5 separate regions of the Mus musculus genome follow, and all the other regions are linked to region 3. The links are chromatin contacts, called in public Hi-C and promoter capture Hi-C maps. All regions are on one chromosome and are shown on one strand. The core of a region is the stretch at or near the end of the contact, and the rest is flanking DNA. Distances in the headings are between cores, read along the strand shown.

Region 1 (2,700 bases), core at 98-2,597, 2.4 Mb before region 3:
CCCATATATGTGGGCATCCACAGAAGTGGACTCTGGGACTTAGTGGGTTGTTTTCTCCTGTCCCTTATAATTTTCAGTGTGAAACTTCCTCTTTAGACTGGATTTTACTGGGAAATACTATTTAAGACGTGACTTAGGAGTATAGTTTTCTAAGGTACTTTAAAGTTTTTTTCTTCCTAGAGCTTCATTGCAAATTGGGATCAATTTTCATATTCTCTCCCCTGTTTAGAAGTCCACACATCATGCATGTATATAAATCTAGCTTCAAATTCAAGTGTGAGGTGGTTTTATAATTTTGCATTTTAAAGGAAGGCCTGCTTCCACATTCAAATGCCAGAGCAAAGTCTTTTGTTGTGTTTTACTAATCTGTTTCATGTAGAAGTTAGCTCTACCTCCCTTGCTCCCATTGGTCCATGATTTCATCTCCTGCAGTAATAAAATGAAAGAATATAAAGGGCAGATTATCAAGGTTGATGGTGCCTTCTGGGGGCAGCAGCAACTTTTGTTCATCTGCTTACTGCACTTTACAAGAGTCTGTTTATATCGAGTCCCTGAGACTATTGCTTGCATTCTCAGGTTCTTAGATGTGAGTTTAAAGACTATTAAGAATATTTTGTAGATTTCCTTGGTGGTTAATATAAGTGGTACAGCTCTGAAGAGAAAGGTATTCTGTCATTTGGGATCCAAGGAATAACAGAAAGTCATACCACACAACAGAGCTCACCCAAGAGCTTTACTGGGAAAAGCACAGGAGGCTGCCTGCCTCTGCTCCAGGAAGCAGCAGCAGCAGAGAGTTGAGTGGGGGAGAACTTAGATAGGATTTCTTGGTGGCGGAGTTTTCCAGGGTAGAGAGTTCCAGGGTGGGGATTGGTGAGATTTCAGCAAGCTCATGGGTGAATTTTCGAGCTCAGGGATTGGTGGGATTGGTGGGATTTCAAGCTCCAGAGTTGAGTTCTGGCATTTTATCCTACAGTTAGTGAGGGCATTTTATGGTTACTTAGTCTCTCATCTTTTGGCAGAGCTAGAAGTCTGAGATATTAAAGGCTAATTTTTGGCTGCAGGAACATATCTCAGATCTGTCTATCTACAAATGCAATGTTGTTGCTACCATTTGAAAAGAAAGTTTATTGAATTTTTTTCAATACTTAAAGAGAAAGAACTCTCTCTGGAAGGCTTATTTTCTGATGTCCGCTATGATGTGGGTTCTTTCTGAAATGCTATTTTTGATTTTACTGTTTGTTAAAGATAATCTTATTATTACTAACTTTGTTTGTATGTCTATACCAGTGCATGCAGTTGCCCCCCAGAGTTCCAAAGAAGGTTCGACACCCTTGGCGTTGAGAGGTTGCAGCTGGTTGTGATCAGCACACATAGATTCTGCAACCTTTGTTCTTAACTTTTGAGGCATCTCACTAACCACTCCCATATGTTTTCTATGACTTGTATCTATTAAGGAAAATCAGTTATTAAAATAGCCTGTATCCTGTTAGCATCAAGGCAGAGTTGTTGTTTTCTGGGGCTAGTACCAGTATCTAGGATCTCAGTGCCTTCAGTGTAGCAAGTGCTATCTCCTAGATCACCCTTCATCAATTGACTGTTGTTTCAGAATTCTTTCTCTTTTACCTTCTCAAAAAGTCCATTGAGTCCCTTGTTCTTATAGTTTCAACAGTTTGATTCATTTTTAACTAGAGCTCTGGAACATTAGATGATATTGTCTTTTTATATTTTTATGATTTTTCTAAGAGCAAATAGAAATTAACATTATAGTTCATAACATAAAAATACAACTACCAAAACATTAAAAGTGGGGCTGTCAGGAAAGATGGACCCTTGAGTTACATAGAACTCTTCCTTTATATTTCAAGCATAGATCTGCTTGATTAAAATGATGAGGTTATAATTATCATCTTATAAATGTAAAAAAGTAAAAAATCCCAAATATTTGAAATCTTACACACTGTTGTACCAGAAATGGGAAAAAAGAGGGAAAAGAATTCTAGGTATATTTGATATTCTATGGTTCATGAGGCAATTTCATGGGCTGTGTGCTCTAAAGGCTTCTGTATGTGCACCATCATAGAGATTGCTGTCAGACTCAGAATCCTTGCATTTTGGGGACAGTGACTATGGTTATTTTTTCAACCCAGGAAATAGGAAGCATTCCATCTATCTGCTCAAGTATGCCTTCTGTCAGTGACCTCCACAAGAGCAATGAATGTAGCCAGAGTCAGCTGTGGGGAAAAAAAAAAAAAAGACAACATAATGAGCATGAAACCTACGAGTCCTGATTTCATTCTCCTTCATGGTAAAGGCAATGACCGAGTCTAAAATCTGCCCTTGAACTGAGCCCTATTTGGTCTTAAACAGGTTGATCACAAAATTGTTCTTTTGCAACTTAGGAATTTCTCCTTTTTTGTATGACCCAGGTTGTCTGTAGTTTTATCAGCATTATTTTCCGAGGAAATCATCAGAGTCATGAAATAAACATCTCAAGGAAAGAGCATGAGATGGAAAATTGCTAATGATGGGACAAGTTACAGAAATTTTGGGCAATGTGTTTTCAAAATTGGTGAACTTGAATGCAGATGTTATCTATATACACCTGTTCACAGAAATAGAACAAAACACAAATCCTGGGAGCAACTAGGAAGCATGATAACAGGCACAACTGAAAGGGACTATATACTGATTTACAAAAAG
Region 2 (2,700 bases), core at 107-2,606, 2.8 Mb before region 3:
GTGGCCATGAAATTATTCGTACAATTGATCCTGCTGGTAGCAGGAGAGTGTATTCCCCAGTGGAGTAAGAGCCAGTTAAACATGGTCCTCTGTTCCTGGTTCTTAGCAGCAGGAAATGGTTGTGAACTGAGAGGGCCAAGGGGGAGCTATGCAACCCGTTTCTACATCTCTGCATCCTACTCTTTTAGAAGGATGCTTGGATTTCTCCTCATGAGGTCAGTTCGTGATGCCTTCCTCCTCCACACTATGTAATTCATCAGTGAGTTTGGAATGTTCATGGCAAGGCATGAATTTACTATGTTTTCCAAGTAATCTCTTCTCCCCCCGCCCCATGCCCCCCACAGCAGGACTGCCTCTTGTTTTGTTCCACTTCTTATAAGTATTTGGGACGTTTCAAAGAATGCATGTCTTTGAGTTTTCCATGGGATGCCTCACTGTCTGTGTCTCCACAGCCATTCATTTACAGTTCCCCCATCTTGCACTACCCCTAACTCTTCGTTCATCCACAACTAGCATCTTAACTTCTCGAATCTCAGATGCTCTATACAGTAAGATATGGCATGACTTAACATCCCATTCTGCAAGGAAAAAGTTATGCTGCTAATAAAGCAATGACATGCCATCCTTTGCAGAAAGCACCCCAAAGAGATGTAAGGAAATGTACCCTAAAAGCACTGTTTTCATCTCAATGACACAGCACGTAATTGTCCTCTTAACAACACACATTTGTAGTGGCATAACAGGTCTTGACCAGCAGAGCCTAAGCGATGCCTCCTTTCTTCTATTCCCATTTCCCCCTTCTCAATTCTTCAGGACCATCTATCTCATCCACCTCCATGGAACCCCACGGGTGGGATGATGTTCTCCTGTGTTGTCAGGGCACTCTGCATGTGGTCACGTGTCCGAACTCATCAGCATGCTTTATAACCGCTTTCATGAATGTTTCTTCCTACAGATACCATGAAGAATTAGCGATCATGGTGTGCATCTCATTTGTCTCCATATCCCCGGTATCTGACATGGGAACTCCTCAGCAAGGGATTGCTGAAAAATAGTTATGGACTGTTAGACACGGAGGTTCTAGACACAGCCACTAGAGGGCAGTATGGAACCATCCCAGACAAAATGGCTGCTCCCCAAGAATCTAGGTTGCAGAGGTGGAAGAAAGCTGGCCTCCTGTGGGCAAACTGGCTGAGAGCCTGGAGCCTGTATCGCTCCAAGGGCACAGTGCCATTCTACAGAATCTACTTTGAGGATGCTCCCTGAGTCTCATATCCCCCGCCAGCCTGCCCACTAGGTGCTTTTGGGAAGCTGTCTCAGCGCGTTTCCTTATTAAGAGTCAAAAGCTTTCCCCTGATTCCCACCCGAGGCAGAGGAGGGTGGAGGCCCCAGACAGGGAAAAGAAATGTCTCCCTGACATCCTCGTGCTCATTCTAACAAAAGCAGGCATATTCGAAGGACCTGCAGTATAATTGCTCCACTTTGAAGAACAACAGGTAACAGCATCAATATTTGATTTTTTTTAAAGGTTGTGTGAACAGTTTTAAATATTAAAGATGAAGGCAAAGACTTAGATCATCTTTTCATCTCCACAGTTGAAGCATTTTAAGAGGAAAACGGTGCTAATGAGCGCAGTAAGCCTGCATACCCATCAAACAGTATTTAGTTATAAGAAAGTACAATCGTTCTGGTGTGTGTGTGTGTGTGTATGTGTGTGTGTGTGTGTGTGTGTGTGTGTGTGTGTGTGTGAGTGAGAGAGAGAGAGAGAGAGAGAGAGAGAGAGAGAGAGAGAAAGAGAGAGAGACTGGAAGGCAATATCTGTAGCAGAGAAGTTTTTTGTTCATTATTTCTATAATGAGAGGAAAATAAAGCAATCGCTGGAGTAACTTTCTCCCATCTCATCGTAGGCTGTTGTGTTCTCTCAATGACTAGCCTGGGACAGGTTCTGAGAAGCCTCATAAATTAACTATCCAACTTCCTGGCTAATGAGCCCAATATGTCAATTTCCAGTGATCAAAATGATGCAATTCAATAAAGCACAGTTCACTTTGTAAGGAAATATACTTTTAATAGGGAGAACTGGAGGGTCATGGTCCTCCCGAGATAATTATGGGCTAGTGGAGTTGGAGGCGTGGAGCTGCACTTACAGTCTGGTGATCCCGTGGGGTTTGTGTGGCAGACATTGTCTTTCAGGGACAATAAATTCCTTCATTATATTTCCATTACCACATTAATGCAGCAATGTCCGATTTACTTGTAACCAAGGCGCCTGGATTCCGGAAACTTGGCATTTAATGCTAATGAGAGCTTGCAAGCCGGATGGGCAGCATATTCTCATTCTCTCTCTCTCTCTCTCTCTCTCTCTCTCTCTCTCTCTCTCTCTCTCTCTCTCTCCCTCCCTCCCTCCCTCCCTCCCTCCCTTCCTCCCTCCCTCCCCCCCCCTCTCTCTCTCTCTCTCTCTGTGTGAGTGTGTACATGTATGTGGTTTGTGGTGGGGGATCAAAGCCAGAAACACATCTGGCTTTGATACAATTAATCTAGCTAGAACATCAGGAACCTGGAAGGGCCCAGGGATCTGTCCAGTGAGCTGAGATGGCTCTGACCATACAGACACATGGATACCTGGAAGAGTTAACAGAAGATATTCGAAAGCAGTAGAGCCAAGATTAGACTGCAGCAGAAGAGAGATGCTGAGACCAT
Region 3 (2,700 bases), core at 133-2,632:
GAACTCAGGACCTTTGGAAGAGGAGTCAGTGCTCTTAACTGCTAAGCCATCTCTCCAGCCTTTGACTTTCTTCTTAATGTTGCCCCATCACACACGGCAATGAAGGCAAAATGATTTGCTAGGGACAGACAGAGATCAGGCTGCTGAGAGAGCCAAAAGAGGTTTTCAACATCAGCTGTAAAGACTACTTGACTGCCACAGTGGAGAGATCGCACCACATGAAACAGCTAGTGAGCCTGATAGGCATGTCCTATTTCAGGTAGGACTGACCTCATCATAAGAAACACCATCATAACAAAAATGCCGTATTTTACATTGTAGGATCCCGATGTTAACTCACTCATGGAGGAGGACAAACAGGGGGAGGTGGAGGAAGATTCCGGATCAATACAACAAATGATAGCCACTTGGAGCATAATGTAATTGGTTTTGACATCTATGCTAAAATATGGAAGACCAAAAACATGAGTCAGGCCAGGTCCTCCTGCTCTTTCTAGTCACCATTTCGGGGTGGGGGGAATAAACCCACTATTAATGTGAAGCTCAGTCCCAGTTAGCTACAGGAAGCAAAATCTACCAGCAGAGTAGCCCATCGTCTCAGGAGGCATCCTACAGATCAGAAGCATGGGTATCTGATGTTAGCCGTGCCGCGGAAAAGGAAAAAGAAATCTTGGTTCAAATAGAAACAGAGAGGTTTGGTTTCTTAATGTGGATTTACATACCAAACATATTTCCTGCCAGAGCCCCAGGAAAGGCCCCTCTCTCCTTTCACCATAAGGCTGGAAAGCAGGGTTCCTAGGAGATAGAGCTAGAAGCCAAAAGCTTGTGTGGTGGCGCCTCGTGGTCCCTCTTGGAAACGGGTGAAAAACAAAGCCCGGGCTCAAGGGAGGTCTTGGCTCTCCTAGACAGCCCATCCTCCTCCCAGTTCCGTAGATTTAAAGGGTAGGGCGCAAAAATCGGTTCAGGGACCTCCGGAGTGGTGATAGGCGAAGTCTCATTGTTCTGGAGGTGTGTGACTTGAGAGGTCTATGTCCTTGTCTGAATAAACCTTAGCAATAACCCTCGAGTCTGTGTTAGCAACTAATCCCACACTGTCTAGTCTCCAAAGAGAGGGGAGCGGTCTTCAGCCCTGCGGTGGAGATGTTGGAGCTGGACTCTGAGTTCGCAGGCCCGGGGTGCGGAGTCACATCACTCCACCCGGGCTCCCAGCCCACCTAGAGTCACGAGGTGCGGGAAGCGCCAGGAGCACGCGGCAGGTGCGCCAAGTCCCCCGGGTCCCCGCCCTGCTCGCTGCCTGGCGCCTCTCCGCGGCAGCCAAGCGCTGGAGCGGAGAGGAGGAGCCTCGGGCACGGAGCGGGTGGAGTCGGAGGGCGGTGGAGGCGGATTTCCTGGGAGGGCTCTCTGGAGCTACCATGGCGTTTGGGAAGAGTCACCGCGATCCTTACGCTACCTCTGTGGGTCACCTCATAGGTAAGGAGGCGCAGGGAGTAACATCCCGGCTGGCTTGGGGAACCGTGGGAGCTTTGCCGGTTCCACTCCATTCTCGATTGGAGGGTGGGGGGCGAGTTGGACCAAGTCGGAGGAAATGCTACCCTCCCCCGCAGCTTTCCCACGCCACCTGCGTGCCACCTGCGGCCACTTTCCACCTTTCTGAGTTTGGCTCACTCATACCAGAACCTCTCCGAAAAAAATGCAAAGTTCAAAATGCTGGGCGAGTGGAGCAAGCAGGTGGCCCGCAGCACAGCACTGCGTGGAGTATTGGGACCGCTGGGAGGAGAAAGTGGAAACTTCTTGACCCGGGGAAGGTTCTTCATAAAGTGCGTCGTCCACTCTCAGCACCTTATTGTTATACCCATTTTACAGACCAGAAAGAGAGATCTGAGACGCTAATTGACGTGATCTCACCCTGAGAGGCAGGTTTCTCCAAACCAATTTTCTCCAGCGCACAGCCCAAGCGATGTGAGCCGGCCTTTTGCTTAAAGAGGGAGATTGGGAGAGGGGCCGTCTGCAGTCACTGAGGCTCTTAGACCACGCATCACCCTCCAATCCAGCCAGCCTGGTCCTTCCTTATCCCTTGTGTTTGTGTTCTGAATTACAGAGGTGGATGCAGAAGTCACTGACTACATACAATTGGCTTTTTGCCACCTCAGCTCCCTTCTTTACCCTGCCCCCTCCCTTGGGGACAGGGTGTGGCACCAGGGTGTATTAATGACAGGCAAACTGTTGGGAACTTGGTGGGGTGATGAAATCCTATGAACCTGGTAGTTCTAAGACTCAGTCTCAGAAAGTTTAGATTGGAAGTAAGTTAAACTAACTGCTGCGGGGATGGGCCGCACCTTTGAACTTAAACCTGAGTTTCCACATCTTTACAATACTGCAAGAGAGCTGCCCTCTAGGAAAAGCACTGTAACTGCCCATCTCCTTGCTGAATAGTATGTCTTAGAACGAGTTCCGAGCAGAAATGGATCCTCGCTGAAGCTTCGCAGGCAAAAGGCACTTCGGCAATGTCCGATTATCCCTTAGTTTTGAAAACATTTAGAACTACTAGCTGGATGCCTTCGGGAAGGCATAGTCCCATCCCCCAGGGAACTTACCTGGTGATAAGGAGAATGGCCATATTCTGCAGCATCCACTGTTAAGATACCCTTATAATACTGAAAGATACCACGTAGTTTGCAAACAAAACTTTAAAAAAGGGAG
Region 4 (2,700 bases), core at 174-2,673, 2.3 Mb before region 3:
TGTCTATCTTTCAAAGTGCTAGGAGATGATACCCTCTGCCATGGGCAAAATAATCAACAGATATATTTAGCTATAAATTCTGTGAGGTACAATAACAACTGACCTCTGGTGAGAAATGACTTCTGGTACAGTAATGGCATGACATTGTAGATGTAACCAACCACTTTCATATTTGCTTTAAACTCTACTTCATAAGATAGAAACTCAAGCATGGTACCTTTAACTGTCTTCCCCAACCCCCCCCCCCACACACACACAAACTCCCCTCAACTCCTCTAACCCATTGGCTAGATCATGGGACCTAGGGGATAACCTAATGCAATCATTCTGCTAAATGGATATAGTATTATAATGCCCCCTAAGTTCACATCTTACCCAGAGATGAGTAAATCTCTCAACCCTCTTCAGAGAGGCTTCCTTTTGCAATAGATGGCAATTAACCAGAGACTTGCAACTGCTCAACATGCAGAGAGCAGGAGACTTTGAAGCTCTGAATAGCACTTAGTATTTTCTACCACTCCACCCTTTGCTCTGAGATCATAGCAGGAGAGGGAACAGAAGGATGTGGGAGCCAGAAGTAGTGGACATAGGTAGAAAAACAATATTTACTGGGCATGACATACCCATTACATATATGAACTCAAAAGAGCCATGACTGCGCCTAAGACCTGTGCAAGATCAGCTCAGTCGGAAATCCATTGTGAATGGAGGACGGGCTCATAATGCTCTACCCTAACTGAGTTCCAAAGTGCTGGGAGGTTATGTACTTTATATTGAGATGCTGACAACTGAAGACTGCTGAGAAGGAAATGGGTTTTCTTCAGGAATGCAGCTCCTGAGAGACTATTTATGCTCCAGTAGATGGTCTTACACACATGCACATTCAAGAAGACTAAGTGTATTCAGTAGGCTTAAAAAAAAAAAAGGAACATATGTAATTGGGAAGGGAAGGTTGTAGTAGAGGATGGCAGAGAAATTTGAGGAAGGGAATGAATGGTGAACGGGATCAAAATTCATTATATGTATGTATGAGATTTCAAACAATGAAAACATTTCAATATTTCATTCGATGGTTAAAGTTACTTTCTCATTGAGGGCAACCTGCTCTTTCATTCCTGTGGAATGTCATTTGAGTTTCTAATTAAAGTCTGCAATGAATCACAGATCGGATAAGATTGGCTAAGTGAGCTGTTAACTGAAAGCCCTAACAGTCATATATAGAGGTGTGTTGTAGCATTTATGTTCTTAGGAAACTCTTACAGGCTATTCTTCTCCAATTCTAGCATAACTAAGACTTAGGTAAACAGTCACCAGAAAAGTTAAAAAGGAAGAGATTCTGCTGCGTTTTCAGGTCAAGAGTGGACCGTTTTTTTCCTCTGCAATTACTAACATTAGCCCAGCCATCTGTCCTTTTTCACCAGTGAGCCCATACATTTCAAAGCCTCCAGCTGAGAAAAGCCTGACTGTTTCTCTTTTCCAGCAAAATGCAATGGTTCTCAGCAATTTACAAATGTTTAGAAAAGCCAAAAGAGAAATACATATCTTGCAGATATTACAATACTTTATATTGGGGTTACTGAACCCTACATTCACAGGTAAATGCCATCCATATAGCTCAAAAAGAAAATGTAGTTCTGCCACCTTAGTGAAAGGTAACTTCTTTGAGCTCGGTAGGTGTGAGCTTGGTGAACTGAGTCTGTCGCGGAGCATCTGGGAGCCCCTGCAGCTCTGTAACTTGCAGGTGTAGAATCACCTGTGATGATTGCTTGCTCATTGCTGGTCCCCCTGCAAGTAAACCTCTCAGGGGGCCACATCTCTTCTGGTCAACACTGTGTCTCAACAAATCCAGCACCATGCAAGGATTTCAATTCCTTCCAAATGTAAGAATAATTAAGCATGAAAACCAAACAAACAAGACATTAGCGATTCTTCCCCTGTCTGGGCAAGCTATCAGTTTGTTATAAAAATATAGAAATGTGTTTGTTACTTTATTGATACTTAATCTTTTCTTGTGTATTTATCGACTTTTACATGCCGTATCTTTTCTTTTACATGTTTAATTTCAACCCCATATGCTTGCTCCGTGTAGTTACAGAACGAAATGACGAAGAGCTACTGTCACCTCTGTTTGCTGAAATCTATTAAGCTTGCAAGACCTGCTTCACTTCCTCTGTGGAAACATCCACAAATGCACCCATTTCTTTTGCAGTATTAGCCACTTCTTTATCTTGTTCCCGAAAAATGGTCTTCATTCATCAAATGTTATGACTTGATTTTCACATGTTCCTAGCATTTGAGAATTCCTTTAGGAAATGTATTCCTTGGTCCTAAGAATGCAGGTTAGCTTGTGGATCACAAGTGGCTGCTTAATTACCATTAAATGGTCTCTCTCTCTTTCTCTTTCTCTCTTTCTAGACTTTTTAGTTTTAATTTCAATCTTGCAAAAACATATAGGTATCTGCTTAGCCCTTTATTTATATGCATAACTCACAGCTGAAACTGATCTGTTTGCTTGGTTAGTACTGCCCAATATACAGGACAGTGTAAGGGTCAGATTATTGAACCCTCACACCTTCTGTTAAGTTAGCTGTTTGTTCAAGAGTCCTGTACTGTACAGCAACTTCAAAGTGTCTGGCAGAGATAGAACAACTCAATGCTGTGGGCCTCTTCAAATTTTACATCCATCTCTTTCTATTTTTA
Region 5 (2,700 bases), core at 74-2,573, 2.9 Mb before region 3:
CTCCGAATCTTTTATGAATCTCATGGTTATAAAAGTCCTAAGACCCCAACGTTACTGCAGGCATGGGTATGAATTGACATTACTTCTTTAACTTTTTAAAATTACAACAGAGACTGTAGAATGATGCTCTGGTTGGTATTGGGGGGGGGGCGCGGGAGGGGGTGGCAAGCAGAGTACAGGAATCATGCAAGACTTACTTTTATAAATATAGAAACTACCACCAATCCATTCGGGCTCTTCGCAGCTTCTGTGACATTTGTGTATAGCTCGTGGTTATAGTGGATGAGTTGTACCTGGTAGGAAGGGAAATCAGGAATAAGAACAACAATCCTGGCTTGAAAGGTATCAGGCACAGCCTATCTTCCAATACGAGGGTGAATTGCAAGCATACGGAGAGACTAGTAGAAGGCTATGCTTTTTCTTATTCTTCTCTCATGTATTACATCCCAACTGCAGTATCTCCTCCCTTCCCTCACCCAAGTCTATCTCCCCTACTTCCTGTCTCCCCTAGATCTGCCCCTCCTCTGCCTTTCTTCAGATAAGAGCAGGCTTCCCAGGGATATCAACCAAACATGGTGTAACGCACTACAGTAAGACCAGGCATATATTCTCACATCAAGGCTGGATGAGCCAACCCAGTAGGAGGAAAAGGGTTCCACAAGTAGGCAAAATAGTTAGGGACAGCCCCTGTTCTCACTGTGAGGGTTCTCACAAGAACACCAAGCTATTCAGCTATAACATATATGCAGAGGACCTATGTCAGACCCCTACATGCATCCTGATCTCTGTGAGCCTCTGTAAGTCCAGGTCAGTTGATTTTGTGGGCCATGTTCTTGTGGTGTCCCTGACCTGTCTGGTTCCTCCAATCAGAAGGATGCGCTTTTACTTGGTGAAATTTCAGAGGGAGGTGTAAATAGAATCTATGTGTATAATACACACACACACACACACACACACACACACACACACACAGAGAGAGAGAGAGAGAGAGAGAGAGAGAGAGAGAGAGAGAGAGAGAGAGAGAGAGAGAGATATGGACATATCTACACATATTTGCAAACATGTTGAGGTAACAATGATGTTTTTAATAAGATTATACCCATCTGGTGTTTCATCCCTCCCAGGATATTTCTCCTAAAGTGATCTTTAAGTGAATTTTCCACATTAGGAAATGGAACAGCCCTTCAGGTGTGGGCATCTCCCAGCAGCGCCAACAGCTACCACTGGCAGTGAGTAAATCTTGCTGGTAGCCTTGGGTGAGCAAGGATCTGTTAGACTCTGAGCCATCCCCATGGCTCTGGGAGGAGATTGGCAGTGTGTAGGATGCTTGGCTCTGCAGATGGGAGAGTGGATGGTTCTGTCTCATGAAGTGCCAGCCCGTTCATCTGGTTCACTGGGTTTTGCAAAATTTTGTTTCCCCATCCTCTAACCAAAACCTGTGACTGCCTGCTAAGATTGGTGCAGTGAGCACTGTTGTGTGTGTGTGTGTGTGTGTGTGTGTGTGTGTGTGTGTGTGTGTGTGTGTGTGTGTGTATGTGTGTGTGTGCATGTGTGTGTGTGCAGGAAGAGTCCTGGATTTGAGTTGTGTTGAAATGCGTTTCTCTCCATTACCTCATTCTTTAAAACTTGCATTGTGGAATATGGCATGTGCATATGCCTAAATGAGCACACTATAGACTTTTATCCACATGATCAGATTTTTTACCACTTCACCAAGAACCTGTTCTCTTCCCATAAAAAATTAGTGTGATTATCCCTTTTAAGATGTACCTTATAGGCATTTTTTAATAAAGTTTTATAATAATATGAACGCATACTTTATGGTAACAAATTTAAAAATGTAGATGTGTCTAACAGTTCCCTTGTCTCCATCTAACTCTAGCTCACATGATAGAAAAATTAGCAACTCAGTATAAATCCACCCAGATGGTTTTCTTTGCTTATAAAGTACATAGCTGCACACATGCAAATAATCTTAAACAATAGAGGGATGGGAACACACAGTTCAGTTGGCAGAACTCTTGCTTTCTCTGGGTTCAAAATCCAGCACCATATAAACTGAGCTTGGTGGTGAACTCCTGAAATCTCAGCACTTGGGAGGTGGAGGCAAAAAAAAATCAGGGTTCAAGGCCATCCTCAACTCCTTAGTGAGATTGAGACCAATTGGGGATACCCAAGACATGTCTCAGAAACAGCAACAGCAATACCATCAGAAACAATAAAATGGAATAATTTACAATTGCAATTCTAAAGTTTATTTCATTCTGCCTTTTTGTTCCAGTTCACACATATAAATCTACCCAAACTCTCTTAGTAGCCTCCTCCCTGCATGAAAACTCCAAAACGCATTGAGCCAGCTTTCCTGCCTTTCTATAGCTTTGCCCTTTACAACACTGTCACAGCCAATGCATCATGGATCTCTCTGTAATGGTGTCAGTGCTTTGCACTGGCTGGGTTGGGAATTAACAAGATTGTGCCAGGAAAGTGATTTGTGACTCTGAATGAATGACTCTGAATAGCATTCATTATTGTCAGTATCCCGTGTTGCATTAAACGGGGGAGTAGTCATGTTTTCAGAGTTAAAGATAATGAGCTAAATAGAAACTTTCCTTTGAATTTTGAAAACAACAAGTCACATTTTCTTTTTGTGGCAGAATGCAGGTGTTGCTGGCCATCCAGGTCCCTTGGCACTTTGAAACT

Evidence for each region. Promoter capture Hi-C pulls out the DNA fragments that hold promoters and counts their contacts. Hi-C and Micro-C count contacts between places; a contact is called where the count stands out from the background.
Region 1: a promoter capture Hi-C map of second pharyngeal arch cranial neural crest shows a contact between it and region 3. The contact joins the enhancer-like site here to the promoter of Tom1l1 in region 3. A contact is called at or near these places in 4 of 39 promoter capture datasets (cranial neural crest, frontonasal cranial neural crest, hippocampal neurons and 1 more) and 3 of 115 datasets of contacts at active chromatin or transcription factors (astrocytes, embryonic forebrain and stem cell-derived neural progenitor cells).
Region 2: a promoter capture Hi-C map of hippocampal neurons shows a contact between it and region 3, with 22 times the contacts expected there. The contact joins the enhancer-like site here to the promoter of Tom1l1 in region 3. A contact is called at or near these places in 9 of 39 promoter capture datasets (the C10 cell line, cranial neural crest, embryonic stem cells and 6 more), 16 of 484 Hi-C or Micro-C datasets (the HL-1 cell line, MC3T3-E1-derived osteoblasts, brown adipocytes and 9 more), 4 of 115 datasets of contacts at active chromatin or transcription factors (astrocytes, embryonic forebrain, pro-B cells and 1 more) and 1 of 9 other capture datasets (adipose tissue).
Region 4: a contact with region 3 is called in a promoter capture Hi-C map of second pharyngeal arch cranial neural crest, with 13 times the contacts expected there. The contact joins the enhancer-like site here to the promoter of Tom1l1 in region 3. A contact is called at or near these places in 7 of 39 promoter capture datasets (the 3T3-L1 cell line, the C10 cell line, cranial neural crest and 3 more) and 3 of 115 datasets of contacts at active chromatin or transcription factors (astrocytes, embryonic forebrain and stem cell-derived neural progenitor cells).
Region 5: a Hi-C map of cerebral cortex shows a contact between it and region 3, with 5 times the contacts expected there. The contact joins the enhancer-like site here to the promoter of Tom1l1 in region 3. A contact is called at or near these places in 7 of 39 promoter capture datasets (the 3T3-L1 cell line, cranial neural crest, frontonasal cranial neural crest and 3 more), 2 of 484 Hi-C or Micro-C datasets (cerebral cortex and cortical neurons) and 2 of 115 datasets of contacts at active chromatin or transcription factors (astrocytes and stem cell-derived neural progenitor cells).

The regions. Positions count from the first base shown.
Region 1 is chr11:93,055,123-93,057,822 of GRCm38.p6, reverse strand. No RefSeq gene overlaps it. Among named protein-coding and RNA genes, the nearest start is that of Car10, 42 kb to the left of the region's middle. Within about 2 kb of position 1,347, at least 1 of the 459 cell types and tissues checked has an H3K27ac peak or open chromatin away from gene starts, as enhancers often do. A contact at or near this core is called in second pharyngeal arch cranial neural crest, where this site is marked.
Region 2 is chr11:93,470,452-93,473,151 of GRCm38.p6, reverse strand. All of the region lies in intron 4 of Car10 (carbonic anhydrase 10), which reads right to left. Among named protein-coding and RNA genes, the nearest start is that of Gm24856, 58 kb to the right of the region's middle. Within about 2 kb of position 1,356, at least 27 of the 459 cell types and tissues checked have an H3K27ac peak or open chromatin away from gene starts, as enhancers often do. A contact at or near this core is called in cerebral cortex, hippocampal neurons and stem cell-derived motor neurons, where this site is marked.
Region 3 is chr11:90,686,283-90,688,982 of GRCm38.p6, reverse strand. It overlaps Tom1l1 (target of myb1-like 1 (chicken)), which reads left to right and starts at 1,382. Exons shown (of 16, transcript NM_001357543.1): 1 at 1,382-1,470. The coding sequence starts at 1,413.
Region 4 is chr11:93,024,899-93,027,598 of GRCm38.p6, reverse strand. No RefSeq gene overlaps it. Among named protein-coding and RNA genes, the nearest start is that of Car10, 72 kb to the left of the region's middle. Within about 2 kb of position 1,423, at least 2 of the 459 cell types and tissues checked have an H3K27ac peak or open chromatin away from gene starts, as enhancers often do. A contact at or near this core is called in second pharyngeal arch cranial neural crest, where this site is marked.
Region 5 is chr11:93,576,259-93,578,958 of GRCm38.p6, reverse strand. It overlaps Car10 (carbonic anhydrase 10), which reads right to left. Exons shown (of 10, transcript NM_001361708.1): 6 at 198-293. Among named protein-coding and RNA genes, the nearest start is that of Gm24856, 160 kb to the right of the region's middle. Within about 2 kb of position 1,323, at least 11 of the 459 cell types and tissues checked have an H3K27ac peak or open chromatin away from gene starts, as enhancers often do. A contact at or near this core is called in cerebral cortex and cortical neurons, where this site is marked.